2 separate regions of the Callithrix jacchus genome follow, and region 1 is linked to region 2. Evidence: chromatin contacts called from public Hi-C data. All regions are on one chromosome and are shown on one strand. The core of a region is the stretch at or near the end of the contact, and the rest is flanking DNA. Distances in the headings are between cores, read along the strand shown. Region 1 holds the start of SLC35B1 (solute carrier family 35 member B1). Region 2 holds the start of DLX3 (distal-less homeobox 3).

Region 1 (6,006 bases), core at 1,072-3,571, 290 kb before region 2:
GATGATCAAAATAGGAACTAGGCTGTCTAAGGACAGTGTAAACACATACAACATGGAAACTGACCAAGTGAAGCGGGCTAGGTCAGCCGCTAGCTCCCGTTAGGGATTACCAGCCTATGAACATCACAGGAAGTGACACAGATGACAAGATGGGCAGCGGGGAGAGGTGGCGGAAAGTCCCTGGAGATAGCCATGACAGGATGATGAAGCTGAGAGGGACACAGAGTTCTAGCAGAGAAAGAGAGAGCTTACTATAGGAAGAGTTAGAAGAGGAAGACCATCTTTGCTTACCTGGGATTGGCTTGCAGGATTTACCAAGGACCTGAAATTAAATCCAGCAAATAATTTCTGAGCATCTGTGATGTGTCAGGTACTATGCTAGGTACCACGCTGATTAAGATGAGTAAGCACAGGGCCTGTACCAGAGACCTCAGCCTCAGAAAGCAGCCGTATCATGGTCCAACCCACCACCGCTAAACCCAAATTCTGTGGTCCTATACACTCCAAATTTCTCAAACACTCTCACAGGACTGTTATTTATTTATTTTATAACTCACAGACCTGAGGGAAGAACCCTTAGTCCTTTCCAAATGATTTCTGAGCCAACTGTCATCACACCCTGAAGTTTCACCTGAGTTGGATAGTTGACAAACTGTAGTGCTGAGTTGCTGGAGACCATGGCACCCAGATAGGAGATAGAACAGGCAGCATAGAGCCAGCTCCGAGTACGATCCACCCTGGCAGTGTCAAAAAACTGGATCACTGGGAGAAGACAAAAAAAGAGAAAGAAAGAAAAAAAAAAAAAACAAGAGAAACCTGGTGGGGCTAGGATGGACCACTAAGCAAAGCTGAAGCCACATGAAAGGAATTTGCCTGTCAAATAAGACACAGCTATTTCTGTCCTCTTATACTGGGAAATCTCTGAAAATTATTCATCTTTCCAATTCTCCTAAGCCTAACAGAAGACCACACGCAGGGTGGAGGTGGGGGCCTCATTCAGTTCAAGGGACCAGTCAACCCTGCTGCTAGTCCCCAGGGAACAAAGAGAGAATTGCTCAAAGAATGCTTGAAGCTGACACACAAAAGAAACTCAAAGGGAAAGAAAAAAATGTTTTAAGTATTTTCAGTGGAGATTTGGAATACAGAAGACTGATTCTCTGAGTACTTCTAACTCAGAAGTTGGTAAAAATTGGAGAAATAATATTTTACTCCACTTCAAAGTCATTAGTTTTACAGACTTCACAGAGAGGCTGTGTAAGTACTAAATGGGTGGAGATCATGAGTTAGCCTTTAAGGTTAAATCAATGCTTAATGCCCAGAATACTGAAGGGGTTTGGGGTGGTGGGGTACCCAACAAATTACTATCTAGGTACTCACAGATCTTGGCAAACACGGCATTAATCACACATTGAATGAAGACCAAAGTTAAGGCAAAGGTGAACGTCTCCTGCTTGGCTCCCTCCCCATACTTTCCTCTTGTTCTAGAAATGAAATGCATGAGAAAAGAGAGGAGAAATTAGTAGACTTCACTCACTGTCATCTAATATATCGAGAGCCACTAGAAACTTTATTATCTTGCCGCTCTGGATTTACGGAGAATCTGTAAGGACCACTAGGCTTGTCTGCAAAAGGGGCTGATTTTACCGGATCTAGAAACCAGACACCCCAGCGTGCTGATTCCATAGCCTAGGGAAAGAATATCCGAAAAAGACGGAGAGGAAACATGGAAAACGAGATAGCGAAATCGGGTACCCCAGGCAGGAAGGAGAGGTATTTGGGCAGCAAGGCCGAAGGCGAATAGGCTATCTGCAAGCATCTGGGAGTACCAAAAAGGGGCCGACTCGGGTTCTGTTTGCGGGGTAGAAGTCTCAGCCCATAAAACGCAGTCCCTTAGAACCAAGCCGGGGAAAAACAGCTAAGAAAATGACCAAATCCGGAGAATCTAGAAGATAACCCTGGAATTCTGGAATTCTGGGTAGGCTCAGCCGTAGCTGCAAAAGTAGCGGGGTGCTAGGAGGGCGACAGCCGGGCGTGAAGACAAGAGGAAAGAACGAGACCGCTGTCACAGGCTGGGAAGAGAATGTCGGCTCGCCCCGGGGGTCGCTCACATCTTTTCCTGCAGGATCCCATAGTAAAAATAGCAGACAAAGACACCCAGGAAGCAGAGCGGCAGGCGCAGCCGGTCGGGAACCAGAGAGCTGCTAGAGGCCATGAGACGCTCTGAGGAGCCGACTGAAGACCCGCTCACAACCTGCAGCGGCAGCAGCGGCGGCGGAGGCGACAGCTCCAGCCGGACATCGCCGACCGGCGGCGGGGGCCTCATAGGAGCTGCATGCGACCGCCGTCTAGCAGGGCCCTGCAGTCACTACCAGAACTGCCAGCTCAGGGCTGCCGAGGGGAAAACTCCTCAGAAAGCAGCAACCACTTCCTAGGAAAGAAAACCAGCCCTAGGACCTTAACTCCATCCTTGCGGGCCAGAGGAGCCGGCTGCCTCGAGATTAATGCCCTGCCCTGGAGATTTTTCCCAATCAGGCAATGCTGAGGACAACTGCAACCCACAGCACCACTGGGTGCCTTAGGAGCTATCCGGGCGTAGAATAATGACGTATAAAGATGTGGAGGCCACCAATTGGCTGCGCTGTGCGAAGACGGGCAGGTGGGTGGGGGAAGGAGGAGGTGCGGCAGGCCGAGCAAATCCAATCGTCTTTTCCGCGGCGGGCGACCAGGCTTCTGGTGGGTCCTAACGCCAAAATCTCTTACTGGAGCCTCAGCGCCCTCTAGGGGCTGCCCTGCGTCAGCGACTTTACCTGCTCATTTCTGGGCACATAGCTAGGCTTCCAAGCAGGAGAGCCGCACAGGAAGTCTCGGCTTGGTCACTTAAAGGCGGGGTAACCTACCCCTATCACCAAAGTTCTGAGCCAGAGTTTTCCAGGTCTGGAAACTAGAGATGATTAGTAATAACCATCTTGTCGCTTCTTGACTGTTCTGAGGAGCAAATGAGCTGAAGTTGGTGAAATTGTTTTGTAAACTGTAAAGTATGCTGTGTAAGTTTAAGGTGTTATTAGTCATCACTCTTTCTCATCCCTAATCTTATTTCCTCACATCGAGGGGTGGAAATGGAAGCCTATTGAATTCGGTTTTCTTCCAAGTCTTAAGAACTCACCAACAATGGCGTAAACCCTTCAGCCACACTCCTGAATATTTCCCAGTGATGAGCTCCTCGTTGGACCCCTTCCTCATGCAAGTGTTGGGTCTCCACCTGCTGGCACGAATTGCCAGGGCAAGACTGACCTCAGATCTTCCCACTGCTACCTCCAACCCCCTACTTAGTAATTGGCCCAAATCTCCGGCCACCAGGTGGACTCTGGACCTTCTCTTCTAGCAGCCTTCTCTGTTGGCACAGCCTCAGCCAAAGGAAGGAAATACTGGGCAGCACCACACCCATCACTCTGTGCCTGACTCACTAAGGCTTTGCGGGGGAGCCAGAAGTCTTTTAGAGGGAGGGATAAGGGATAGAAGATGGGGTCTGTCCCCAGCCCACTGTCTCCTGGATATTAGTGGCGTGGGAATCCCCATATATTTGCTCTCTTGCTCAGTAGCTTACTCTACTGGCTTAGCCAGCGATGCAAATAACGGGGAGGAGAGACCTACCAGCTCTACCTCTTTACCAGCTGGGACCTCAAAGAATTCCCTTGTCCTCTGAGTCAACTTTCCTCACGTGAAATTAATGGGAATACAATAACAAGCAAGAGAGCGCTGTGGTTAGAACATGGGCACTGGATTCAAATGATCGTTTCCAATCCCAGCTCCCCCACTTCCTATCTGTGTCTTTTGGGGTCAAGTTATTCAATCTATTTGTCCTTCCATGATTATCCAGTGGGACTTACCATATTACTCTTACTGGGTGGTTGTCATATCTTGATAACATTTTATATAAAGCACTTAACATGGTAGTTGGTTCTTACCAGCTCAATTAGTGAGCTCGTTATGAGCCCAATTAATGAGCCCCTCCACCATGAAAGGTGGTTGGGATAGCCGGTTTAGAAGTTTGTTGTCTGGTCTTATGGAGATACAACTGTACTGACTGCCCTTGGAGTAGTCAACTTTCACCCATATAATGGGGATGTGTCTTTTGCGAAAATGCTTTGGAAATTCCAAAGTACCATCAAAATATTGAGATGGTTATTCCTATTTTCCACCAAAGCCTAAGAGCTCTTACAGGCGCAGCATTATAAAGGCTGCGAAAGGATAAGAATAGTATTTTTGTATAGTTTCTTTGTTCCCTTCAAGGCTGCACACTGTGTTGTGGGTACTCCCTGAGATGAGCCAAAGCTTCCCCAAAACTGTCAAGAGATCCAACCAGTGCAAGGAACACCCACAATGTCAAACTGTCTTCCCTTGGTCACCTGCTTTTCCTCTTTGAAATCCATTCTCCTCAGGGAGGTTTTTCGGACTCACACTAGAATGGATAACTTCCCCAATGACTCCCTCACCCCACCTCTAGAACAAACTATACTCTTCATTCTGGACAGTCTTTTCATGGGTCTGTTTATATGTCCATGTAAAGTATGCAAGCATGGTGTCCAGAGGGAACTCTGTGCAGCCGTAACACCCAGATGTGGAAATTGATGCTCCTTCTCTTGAAGACAAAGATGAAATTGTCAATACTCAATCTCCACCCCATCCCTCCTTCCCCAAATATTTAACAGAACTTCAAGCTGCTGGGAATATTTATTTATTTATTTATTTGGTCTATAATACCAAGATCTGCAAAAAAACAACCTCTAAACACAAGATAAGAAAACTTGAACATTAACATTCTTCAATTTTGTGTAAGCTCTGCAGTACGGAAAATATACAAACTTCAAACAGCTGCAAAAATAGTGTCTTTGGGAGAAAATAGAGTTTCTACATCAATACAAGAAAAATAGGCATTTTTCTAATCCAATCCAGCCCTGGGGTGGGCGGAGAGTATAGAGTCGCCATTTGCCACCTGGAGGAATGCCAGCTCTCCTCCCCACTACCCACCTGGGGCTGGGCGGGCTGGGCTGCTACTTAAGACAATCTTTAGTCAGGGTGAAAGCGAGATGAAAATGCCACTTGGGAAAACGCTTGTTTCCTCCCTGTGCCAGCAGCTGAACTGGTCAAGTGTTAGGGCCTTTAGGCCTGCTTTGGTCAGCCCCTCCAGTGAGAGGGAGGCATGGGGATAGGGCTGAGAGGACAGGGAATCTACCTTCGGGTCTCCTCTTGTGTGACTGTGGAGAGGGAAGGAAATCTGTGGCATCCTCTCTCCTTCGTTCATGGCCAGCTTGCTCTGTGACAAAAATAAGGGCCTCCTATACAGTCATTTGGACTGACACCCAGGGTTGGGGGACTCAAGACCTTCTGGGTGTTTTCCACCAAGTGAGGGATGTGGCAGGTACACAGGTGTGAGTTGTGAGCTGCCCAGCTGCTAGTGGAGAAGGCAGACCCCCTCACATTCAGAGGGGCCGGTGCCCATCAAAACGAGGACCCAGGGCTTTGACACAATAAGTGAAAGTGCTCGAAGGCCGAGAGGGAAGGGCTCCTCCATACCCCATCCAGGGGACCTGGGGAGGGACCTGCCACCAAGGCACTGGTCTCTATGGTAAAGTGGGGCAGGGGTGGGACCCTCAGACCATCAAGGAGCTCTGGAAAAGCACAGGCTCTTCTGATGGTGGGGTGCGCTGCCATGGCTCGAAGGGCAGTGGGGAGGTCTTGGAGGCCTCTGGATCCTTCCGAGGTGGTGGCCTGGGGCTGGCCGGGGGAAGGGGAGACCCCGGGTTTGAGGGGCAGTTACGGAAGATGAAGCCCATGCCGGGGAAGAGGGGCTTCATCAGACTGACCGGGCAGAAGGCCGAGCCAGTCGGGTTGAAATGGACTTTGTTCTTGTCAGGACAGGAAGTCAGGAAGGCCAGGTCAGGACCTGGGGACCTGGAGGATGAAGAGAGACACACAGACATACACGTACACACACACACACAAAAA
Region 2 (5,891 bases), core at 2-2,501:
AGCCGTCGGTTGTTTCTCTGGCTCCTTCCCGTCCACCCCCCGCCCTTTAAAAAACGTTTCAGTTTAGAATCGCTTTAGATTTTCCAAAAAGTTGCAAGGATAGTACAGACTTTCTTTCTTTCTTTCCCTGTCCCCCTTCCTCCCTGCCCGCCTTCTCTCCTGTTTCACTGTCTTTCCACACTTCTCTCTTGCTGCCTTCACTTTTCCCTTTTTCAGCTTCTCTGCCTCTTAGTCGCTGCTTCCTTCCGCTTTCCCGCAACTTCCGTAGGTCCCTCTCATTGCCCCCTCACGACTCCCCGTCTCCCCATCGCTTATCCAAAGGAGGACCCCAGAGCTTCCAGCCCCCCGCCGCCTACCCCCAACCCCTCTGAGACCTGATCGAGGATCTCCTGCTGAAATGCCCAAGAAATCACCTCGATTCGGAGGTTCCCTGACAACCCACAGCCCTCCCCTTCCTCTCTCAGCTCACCCCGATCCTCATCTGAGACCGCGGCGCACCGCGCTCATCGCGCCCCAAATGCTCGCAGACCCGGGGCTGGAAGGTCGCCTGGTCCCTCTGGGGGTCATCTAGGCCAGCTTCTCTAACTCCAGGCCGTACTTTTCTTAGACGTTTCCTAGACTTTGGGTTCCGGTCCATGCCTTTTCCTCCCTCCGGAACCTTCCAGTGTCTCCCACTGTCCTGGTGACCCCGTGGTCCTCACCTGGATCCTGGGCTGGCAGCGGCTGCTCCCTGTACGCCCCGTATTGCCGGTAGGAGGCTCCGTAGGTATATTCCGACTTGGGCGAGTAAGCGCCGGTGCCTGCAAGCCCATTGAGATTGAACTGGTGGTGGTAGGTGTAGGGGTTCACCGTCTGGCCATAGGGCTGGCCCGAGTAGTAATCGTGCTGGGGAGCGCTGTAGTAGCCCAGGTCAGTGACAGAAGACTCGGGCAGGGTGGGCGAGTCCTTGGAGCCCGCATGGCAGCTAAGGGAGCTGGAGATGTCGGTGAGGATACTGCTGAGCTTGCGATCGAAGGAGCCACTCATCCTGGCGGGCGCTGCACCTCCCCAGCGCTGACCTCCGTGGAGGACAGGAGCGGATGGGAGAGCAGGTAAAGCGGAGAAGACGAGGCAGGGGTGTGTGTCCAGAGGGCGAGGGGAGGATCCGGCCGCGTCTAGGGGAGGGGGAGGCCGAGAGGCGCTTACACCATCGCGGGCCGTCAGGCGGTCGCTGCGCGCCTCTCCTCGCGTCCCAAGCCACAGTCAAATGCTGCCAGCTCCGCCCGGCCAGCCGGTTATAGACTCAATTTTGGAGTCGCCGAGGGAGGCTCCTATGCGCTGATTGGCTGCAAGTCTTGCCTTCCAGGCAAAACACGCTCTTGCTCTCTCGCTCCTGTGCTCTTCTCTCTCTCTCTTTCCCTTCTCTCTTCCCTCTCTCTCTCCTCTTTCCCCCAGTCTTTGTTGTTACACACACACACACACACACACACACTCCTTGCTACTCTAGTAGCTCCAGCTCAGATAAGTTCTCTGAAGGAGGGGGTGGAGGTGGAGGGGAAGGGTCGTTCTTCGGAGCCCCCAGGACCTGCCAGTCTGTTTCTCTGGCTGGCGGGTGAGAGATGGGCTTGGGGGGTGGGGGTGGGGAAGGAGGGGAATTTGCCCACTGGGTGTTTGTGGAAGGAGGTGGTCTAAGGTGGGGTATAGTTGTGTGTATGTGTGTGTGTGTGTGTGTGCATGCCTGTGCGAATGACTGGCACACCAACGAGCCCAAAGTGGTGAGGACTCAGGGCCCCTGAAAATGGTTTAATTTATCTTAAAATCAGAAGAAAACAAAAACACCTTTTAGGTGGAAGAGGATGTTTGAATGTATGATATTAATATATTGTCAATATCAATGCTGTCATTGCTATCTTACTGTTGTATTACATAATTACAAAAAGTAATTAAAAACTTTTTCTTTTCATGGAGGAAGGGGCCCACCAGGCAAAAGTGACTTGAGCCTACAAGAGGCATAATTTAGCCCTGGGAGAAGGAGAGGGTATTGGAGAAGGGGAATCAGGCCTGTGTGGATTTAGGGGTTGATGGGTATGTACAGCCTGTCTGGTGATACCAGAGCTATCTCCAAAGCTATGTGTGTGCAGTTTCAGAGAGAGCCCGGTCTTGCTGAAGGGAGCAAGGGACCTGGGGTCCGCATGAGCTTGGGTGGACACAGCCTTGCTCTGTGATAAGTCTGAGGGCAGATTCTGTGTATCATGGGACAGCGCTGGGACTGGGGACACTTTTAGGGATCGGGTGCGTGGGACGCGTGTACTTTGGGTGTGTGCTGTGAGGACTTCATGTGTTCCACATTATCCATGGATGTACACTCGTGCAGGAGTGTGTGTGAAGATGCGTGGCCGTGTGTACGGGTGTAGGCAGCGTGAGTGGAGGGCCATCCGTGTGTGGATGTGTGGTTGTTTGCAGACGTGTCTAGACCTCTCAGTACCTTCGGAATCCCCAGTAGCTGGGAGTTGGGCTGCTCCACCGAAGTCCTCTCCCACCAGAAAAGAAAGCCCTGAGGAATGGCTCCCCTCCGTGGGGACCCCTCGCTTCTAGTCCTGCCTGCCCCCCTAGGTCATGCTAGCTGTTCCCAAAGTCTAGCTCCTTCCTCTTTCCCGCACCCCATTTTGCTCTTCGCCCTTCTCTGGGGGAGAAAATCCAAATCTCAGTTCCCAGCCTGCCCCGCTCGCTCCCCCTCGTCCCCTAGCCCTACCTCGCGGGGCAAACTCAGTGCTAGCGCGCCACCTCGTGGTTCCTGCGGGCTCTGCAGCTCCCGAGCCCGGCTCCCGGCCGAGCCCCGGGGAGGGGTCTCCTCCGAAGACCCTGCCTGGCCGAGCAGTGTGCCTCTTTCCAAAGTCAGACTCGCGCAGCAGGCGGCCGGGGGGGTGGGGTGGGGGTCCAAAGGATTTTGAGAGCTGCAGTTCCCAGAAATAGAGGGCGGGGTCCACGGGCCGAGGGGCAGGGGTGGGTGCCCTCTGGGTCTGGGCCTCTCCCCGAGGCCGCCGCGTGGGAAAGGTGGGGGCGGGGGCGAGCGAGGGGAGCGCTATCTGTCTGTCTATCTCCGCGTCCCCCCAGCGCCCAGCGCCCGCCGCTCCGAGCCCGTGGCGAGGCGAGTTGCCACCCGCTCCTGGTGCCCTCTGTTCTGCTGCCAAGAGGGCGCCAAGAGAGCCTGCGGCGTTGGGGGCAGGAAGGGCACTGGGCGGGCCGGCTCCCTCCCTGGATGGGAGCGGGGGAGGCGTTCAGGGCCTGCTTTGGAGCTCCCCTGCCCCGCCCTGAAGACGGTGCCCTCTGTTTTCGCTAACTGTAGCTCCCCACAGAGAACAGACAGCATGGGGCGAGCCCTTCTCAGAGGTTCATTCATTCGTTCATTCATCAACCGAGTTCAAGAAGTGGCAGGCGACTTAGAGCCACCTCCTTCCCTCCCCAGGCCCTCACAGAAGCCTCACCTTTCCTCACTACCCCAAGCCCTGTCTCCTTAGTAAAGAGAATGAGCCCTAGGCTGAATTCTGGAATCCTGGAATCTTGAAAGGGCAGTGGTGGAGGATTATCCTAGGAGAATTTCTAAGCTCCACTCTGCTCTGAAATTCTAAGAGTTCTGGAAATGGTTCATAGTTCATAGAAACTGCAACAGTAGAAACTTAGATAAGCAATTAAACCACAGCTTGCTAATGTGAGGTTAGCACGTTTCCCCTACCCCCATTATATAACGTGCCCCAAGATGCCAGGGAGTGTCATCCACTTCACCACTACCTTCCAGATACTGAGGACCATGCTCAGTGGATGCTTGTTGAACGAGTAAATGAAGCTTCCTGATGCTGAAGAGGGGCAGGATCATCTTGCTCCAGCTCCCGTTGGACCGCTGGCTGAGGCTCATGCATGCTGAGCAGAGTCAGGACAGCCGGAAGCATGGGGCAGTCGTTGGGTTGCAGGGTGGGGGCAGGCCCCAAGGGTCTCCTGAGGCCGGCAGGACTGCAGCCACCAACTGCTGGGCAGACACCTGTAAGCTTAGGATAGTGAGGTAGCCGGAGGATGCAGTGGGACTAGTGCCACCCACCCCACGTCGCCAGGGATAACAAAACAAGCAGGTGTCAGCCTGGCCAGGTCCTGCCCCTGGTGGAGGGGTGACATGGGGCAGCCTGGATCAGGGGCCTCTGGGAGTCTGGTAGGAGGGAGAAAGGGCAGTGCCGGCCAATGCCAAGGTCACAGCCCATTGCCCACCCTGTCTCTGGCACTGAGAAAAGGTACCCGGTTGAAGCAAGCTATTTCTTGGAACCCAGGCATCATGTCATAGCAGAGGACACTGGCATAGCAGAGAAGCTCACAGAGAGGCCTCGGGAGGAACTCGGGAAGGAGGACCGAGCTAGTGGGCTGACCCTGCTTTCACCCTTGCCTTGGGGAGTGGCGCCATCTAGTGGTGATTATAAGAAAGAGCGTGCCTAGCTCCACTGGGGAGACCCGGAAGCGGGTCACCGGCAGCGGCAGGGCTCTCGTGCTCAGAAGGAATTTACTTATTTGAGGAGCCCTATTGGCATTAAATATTCACTTTTCATCATCACCTTGTGTTGCTCCTTGGCTGCCACCTCCCCCTCCTCCCACCCATCTTTGAACAGCCAGTGGCTCTTACCCTTCGGCTTCTCATTTGTAAATCAAAAACCGGATACTTAGGTGGCCTCTGAGGTCCAAGCTCTGATGTTCTGTGATCGTAAATTCTAGGACTCTTGTCTCTCAAGGGTGAACTCGACTTTCCACCAACTCCCTTGGTGATACGTCTCAGGCTTCTGGCACTTTGCAGCCTGAACTTCCTTCCAGAGTCCTTCATTCAACAGATCTTTGCTGAACCTCTGCTATGTATCTGATCCCCTGATAGGTGCTGGGGATGTACTGATGCACAAGACAGACACCAGGCGCCTCTCCGTGGAGCCCACATGCCAGCATTGGGTGTGGACACTTAGTGACAGCTTCGCCATCATGTGATGTGTGCTGTGATGGGCCAGCATCTGCCCTTGTGTCGGCCTAAGGGAGCCAGAACCCTTCAGGGGGCAGGAGGATAGCTGAAGTGATACGTGAAGGATGTGTGGGACTTGGCTTGGATAAACAGAGATGAGGGAAAGGAGAGGATTCCCAGCCCCTGGAAAAGTTCCTGCGCAGGATCATGGGACTGCCACCTCCCCCTTCCCCCATCCACCTTTGTCCAGCCAATGGTGCTTTCCCTTGGGTTTCTTACATGTAAATCAAAAAGTGGATTCTTAGGTGGCCTCTGATGCTCGTGATTGTAAATTCTAAGACTCTTGTCTCTCAAGGGTGAAGCATAGCATTTGTGGGGGTGGCTGGGGGGTACCTAAAGGTGAAGCAGGGATCCAGGACTCAGAGCACTTGGAAGCCTAAAGCAGGAGAATTGGGCTTTATTTAGAGGCTGCCGGGAACCGCTGAAAACTTTTAACCAGGGAAGAGATTGGGTTTTCATTCTAGAAGGATCCCTCTGGCTGCTGTGTAGAGACGAATCAGAAGTGATAAGACTGGGGGCGAGGGGCCCAGGTCTGAGGCTACTGCAGAAACTCAAGCAAAGGGATCGAGTCTGGGTCAAGGAAGAGGCAGTGCCAGAGAGAAGAGACGTGGGTGGAAGTGGAGAGCCCTGCATGGATTTGAGAGCCAGTGAGGAGGTAAGAGGGGCAGGGCTGGGGAGTAGGCTGGACATGAATGGCAAGGAGAAGGGAATGGCAGGGTGGAGGGGAATGACCTCTGAGCTTCTGGTTTGGGCAACTGGGTGGAAAGCTGGGGCCGTTCTATGAAAGAAAGAGAACACCAGAAAGAGGGATACTTGATAGGAAAAATAATATGTCAGTTTGTTTGTTTTCCCCACTGAAGTCTAACAT

What was found. Hi-C and Micro-C count contacts between places; a contact is called where the count stands out from the background.
Region 1: a contact with region 2 is called in a Hi-C map of induced pluripotent stem cells, with 2.7 times the contacts expected there. The contact joins the promoter of SLC35B1 here to the promoter of DLX3 in region 2. A contact is called at or near these places in 2 of 3 Hi-C or Micro-C datasets (induced pluripotent stem cells and skeletal muscle).

The regions. Positions count from the first base shown.
Region 1 is chr5:116,611,749-116,617,754 of calJac240_pri, reverse strand. It overlaps SLC35B1 (solute carrier family 35 member B1), which reads right to left and starts at 2,321. Exons shown (of 9, transcript XM_002748445.7): 1 at 2,109-2,321; 2 at 1,378-1,481; 3 at 632-762; 4 at 292-322. The coding sequence starts at 2,212. It overlaps FAM117A (family with sequence similarity 117 member A), which reads right to left. Exons shown (of 9, transcript XM_078374217.1): 9 at 4,722-5,952. The coding sequence ends at 5,652.
Region 2 is chr5:116,323,294-116,329,184 of calJac240_pri, reverse strand. It overlaps DLX3 (distal-less homeobox 3), which reads right to left and starts at 1,251. Exons shown (of 3, transcript XM_002806852.5): 1 at 702-1,251. The coding sequence starts at 1,026.